Regions from separate parts of the Rattus norvegicus genome. Here region 2 is linked to region 1. Evidence: chromatin contacts called from public Hi-C data. All regions are on one chromosome and are shown on one strand. The core of a region is the stretch at or near the end of the contact, and the rest is flanking DNA. Distances in the headings are between cores, read along the strand shown.

Region 1 (2,561 bases), core at 26-2,525:
TAAAGAAATGACCTTTTAAAAAGTCGGGTGGGCTCTAACTTCATGCAGTGGATAGCCTTACAAGAAGGGAAGCTTAGGAGCAAGTGAGGTAACTCAGAGGGAAAAGCATTTACTGACAAGCTGGACAGTCCAAGTCCAATCTCTAGAGCCCAGCTGATGGACAGAGAAAAGTGTTCTTATGTTGTGCTCTGGCCTCTGTATGCTCACCAGAGCATGTGTGCAGCTACCTCACCTCCGACAAATGAATAAATTTAAATGTTTTAAGGAGATTTGAATATATATATATACATACATATATATATACATATATATATACATATATTATTCAATGCCAGACAGTCATGGCACATGCCTTTACTTCCAGCAATTGGGAGGCAGAGGCAGGCAGGATTCTGTGAATTCCCAGCCAGGCTACATAGAAAAACTCCATTATGAACAAACACACAAACAGAAAAGACACACACATTACCAGAACGAAGCCCATGTGATAGCAAAGAAAAAATGTGGACATAGCCAAGTCCAAGATAACCAACCATGCTGACACCTTGAACTTAGATTTCTAGCCTCAAGCACTCAAAGAACACAAACATAATTAATATGTCAGCTTCATTAAGGACTCCAAGTACCCTGCTTTGTTTATCTCTTTAAACACCTAGGTATTGGTCAATACCAGGCCGGTGAGTAAGAATGGACCACTCGCTTAATCCAAGAAGTATTTTCTGTAACTTGGTAGTAATGAATAGGTCACTGGGAAATGCTTCCATTCAAGGTCAACATTTTTACAGTCCCTGTTACTTCATATGGGGGCTGAAGCATATGGCTTAGATTGTCTCTTCAGAGTGAGAATTCATGTTTCAGAGCCACCTGCTAAGCTGCTGCCATTATATTATTTTAGATCATATAATATATGCATATAGGACATATTATTATACTTCACACATTAGCAATTGGAGGCTTGCTTTCTAGATCTCATGACCAATATAACCCATTGGATTTGCCCTTGCTCCTGAAGAGGTTCAAGCCTTATTCTTGAAATGCTAACATTTTTACATTTAGATTCTAGACTGCAAGAAACAAAATTATATATATAAGTACATTTTACTGCATATTTCTGGGCCACTGACTGACATATAAGGCTTTTGAATATACGTCCCTGAAATCGCATCATGGGTTGGATGCAGTGGCTGTTCTCAGCCTTCTGTGGGCCTTACTAAAGCCATCAGGAAGCAGCTCCACCAGCGAGATACTCTCAGCTCTGCCGAGTACGACTTCTTACGTTTTATATGCCACATGACTCATTCACGGCTTCTGTTTATGATTTATCTCTCTGTCATGACCACCAAAAGGCAGGGATTTTTGACTCCTTTGTTTAACAATGTATCCCATAAAAAATCAAGAACAGCAACCGATTCGTGGAAGAGCAATAAATTTTGTTGCACATGTTAGAGATTTCAGTGTTACTCCACATGTGACACTGTCCTAAATCTCCAGTGGATGGTGCTATGAGAAATATACAGCACCAGCCTTGGAAAGGCTTGTGATGACTCAATGGGCAAAAGAACTTGACGCCAACTTTGATAACCTGAATTTAATCCCTGGGACCCGTATAATAGAAAAACGGAATTGACTTTCTTGTGTTTTCCTCTGATCTCCACTTATGCCCACCTTTTCTTCTAAAGAACACCTACTGTGCAGAGTGATAGGAAAGATCACGAGTTTAATTCCAAATGATTTCCTAACTCTTTTGAGAAGAGAGAGGTATAAGAGAAAAGTGAAAAAGAAATATGAATGAATCAGAAAAGAAAAGAAAGAGAAATACGACCCAGAAAACAAAAGGAAAAGGATAAAAAAATGGACACATACAAGCTGTTTGCTTGTTTACAAGCTGGCTTCATCATGCAATTCAGGACTCTGTGCCTAGGGAATGGTGCCACCCAAAATAGGCTAAGTCTTCTTATACCAGTCAACATAAAAAGTTCCTCACAGATATGACAACAGGCCAACCCAAGGAGACATCCCATTGAGTACTGCTCACAGATAAGTATAGGTTTTGTTAAGTTGACCTTCGAACCATCACAGATGACATTGCTGCTTCTTTATATCTCCATCTTCCAGTATGATGACAGATTTAATGGATGTGTCATCAGAGTTAGATAACCATTCTTTCAAAATCCAAGGTGTGTCCTTCACTATTCGCCATCTCTGATCTACTTAAATTGTTTTGTGTCAAGGTTAAAATAGTAAAGGTTTTGGCATTTGAAAAGAAGACTGCTTAGAAAATTTAATGCTTAGCCTGAAAGGAGTCGTAGAATTTTATTGAGGTCAATGCTCACTCTAGGGGCTACTTTTGCAAGTCCTTCCATTTCACAGTTTAGTTGATTTTCTAAAGGCCTGGAGCTCAGGGTCTGAAGAGTGGGCAATGTTCTCTTTTTCCTTAGAGCTAATTCTTTTATTTTACCATCTTACCTCAAGCACTAGAGAAGATGCTAATCAAATAAGGAAATAGATACCTTATAATGCCGTTGCTGTGGGAGTTGAGAGAATGCTAATAAATAGTATTG
Region 2 (2,561 bases), core at 29-2,528, 310 kb before region 1:
TAGTACTACTTTTCCGGGAGATTATCTATAACACGTTCTATTGAAAATGTTGCTTTGTACCTTACACTTAAATGCCAGGCAGTCACACAGTCTTCCCTCTGTGTAGGACAACAGCCTTGTTTTTCTTAGATTGCTTATCTGAACTTGAACTGGCCAAGTGGCCCCACGGGGCTAGTGAGTTCCCCCGTGGTACATTGATTAAACACGTGAGTTCATCTTGGACCCCGAACAAACCAGTGTAAGGATGTAGCTCAATTTGGCAGAGGGCTTACCCAGCATGAAGGACAGCCTGCCTTGGATGCCCAGGACTGTATACAACTGGGTGTGGGGCTGCATGCTTGTAATTTCAACACTCAGTAATTAGAAGATCGGAAATTCAGGATCATCCTCAGTGACAAAGGGAGTTCAAGGCCAGCCTCGGCAACACCAGAACCTCCCTCAAAACTACAAGAAAAGCAATAACAATCAATGACCAATAGGACCAGATGCTGAGAAAACAAATAGATGGTATAGAGGTGGACTAAAGAAAAGTTCTTGTTTACCTAAAGTCTAGAAAACACAAGTGAAGACCCTGCCTGTTTGTTTCCGGTCAGGAAATGTGGAGGATTGTTACCAATTTCCAATTTCCACATGTTTTTTTAATAAAGTTGACTAATGGTTATTGACCTTATGCTATACAGTTCCTAGCAGAGATTACTAAAAGCCAGAAGAGGAGATGCTAGCAAGATTTTGTATAGTGGGTGACAAGACATCATTTACAACATTTCAACAACAATAGAAAGGAAACCAAATTTGAAAACCATAAGATGACAACGTAAGAAATATTTTTCCTATTCATCAAGCTGGGACAAAACCCTCAGAAGTTCATGGCTTTTGGTCGCTTTATTACAATGACCTCCCCACTACGTGCAATCATAATTTGCACTTTAACACCACCTGGGAATATTAATCACACCTTAGACTTTAACACCACCTGGGAATATTAATCACACCTTAGACTTTAACACCACCTGGGTTATTAATCACACCTTAGACTGAAGTCCTCTAGGCTCAAATATCCCAACTCTCCTGATTATGTCAGACTACTATTCTGTAATTCAGGTATTTCCATAGCTACTATATCCATGACCTGGCTGGATTGTAGAATACTTTTTCTCTCAATGTGTCTATTTAAGGGTAGAAGCTGTTCTTAGACCTGCTTCCCAACCCAAGGAGAGTCCAGTCTGTGTAGGATGACTGAGAAAGAATGTGGTGATTCATCTCACCTCACACCCTACAATGGTCCATGAGTCAGAAGAAGGGTACCTGGGTGTGGCCATCTAGTGAGCCCTCAGTACTTTCAATGCTCATTATCCCTGTTCTGGGAAAAACAGTGAAGCTCCAGCAATGATGGCCTGACAGGATTCCTTGGGCTTGAGCTTCAGAGGTATGTGTGCAAGATGATACCACACCCTCCTTCCTGGAAAAGGAAGGACCCTGCTGACAAGGATGATAGATATGCAAGGAGTGTCCTAAATATATATTGTTGGGTAACGTCTTATCTCATAGGAGGCAGAGTGGATGGGCAATGATGTGGGAATGGAGACCTGTGTTTTGATTGATGTGCCACAACCACTCTTGGCCTGTTCGTGTTTTTAGTGAAATATATGAGCATAGAAAAATTCTTTCACCCCACAACATTGTTGAGATTATATGATATGTGTACTTGGTAACTATCAATTCCCTCTCCTTTATTGTTTGCAGAACATAATTGTTTTAGAGGAAAACAAAGGATTATTCATGGAAAAAGCACACTGTGGGTGGTAGTAACTAGACAGATTGAAGTATTACTGGAAAGTGTCACTCACTGTCCTCCTGCTACAGGTTCTGTTTAGTGTGCTGGAATGTTGAGCCCAGTGAGTGGCAAGCAGGGAAGTGCCAACTCTTTCACACTATGCAGATGAGCATCAGGGAGATTAATTTATTTCTAGAATAATTTGCTTGGGAGGTAGTTTGATCCTGGTGTTCACTGCTCTTGCAAATGTTATTTTATCTCATAGTTAATTCAACCACGGAGCAGTGAGTGTTTCCAGTTCCCAGAGAATTTGTGACTTGCTCAGACATTCTCAGGCCTCAGTGCAGCCTATCGTTCTGGCTGTTTCTACTAAGACAAGTGCAAGCTTGCTTTCTGATGACCTCCAATCAAAACCAATCAAAATCTGCAAAGTTAATTGTAGGATTGCCTAAGCACTCAGAGGCCCAATAAATAATGAATGCTTATTAAACCATATTGACATGATAAAAATATTTTACACGGTGTGTTTATAACTTGCAAGCTGGGGCTTGGAGGTGTCTTCTCATTTGTGGTGCCCCAACTTGCTGCCTTCTCGATGGAGAGAAAAATAAATGAACAAACAAAATCTTACAAGGAAAAGCAGGTCGGTGGGAGTGTCATATGCAAATTACAGGTTTAAATTCTGCTACAGGGTTCCCAAGACTCAAGAACAGGTACTAAGGAGTGATGCCATGTTCTAGAGATGCCCCAGTAACTCAGCTTTCTAGGGATAATAGAAAGCTAGCAG

Evidence for each region. Hi-C and Micro-C count contacts between places; a contact is called where the count stands out from the background.
Region 2: a Hi-C map of the A7r5 cell line shows a contact between it and region 1, with 5 times the contacts expected there. The contact joins two enhancer-like sites. A contact is called at or near these places in 3 of 12 Hi-C or Micro-C datasets (the A7r5 cell line, the Rat2 cell line and mammary epithelial cells).

What each region holds. Positions count from the first base shown.
Region 1 is chr17:69,122,360-69,124,920 of GRCr8, reverse strand. No RefSeq gene overlaps it. Among named protein-coding and RNA genes, the nearest start is that of Klf6, 330 kb to the left of the region's middle. Within about 2 kb of position 1,275, at least 2 of the 93 cell types and tissues checked have an H3K27ac peak or open chromatin away from gene starts, as enhancers often do. A contact at or near this core is called in the A7r5 cell line, where this site is marked.
Region 2 is chr17:69,430,963-69,433,523 of GRCr8, reverse strand. No RefSeq gene overlaps it. Among named protein-coding and RNA genes, the nearest start is that of Klf6, 26 kb to the left of the region's middle. Within about 2 kb of position 1,278, at least 8 of the 93 cell types and tissues checked have an H3K27ac peak or open chromatin away from gene starts, as enhancers often do. A contact at or near this core is called in the A7r5 cell line, where this site is marked.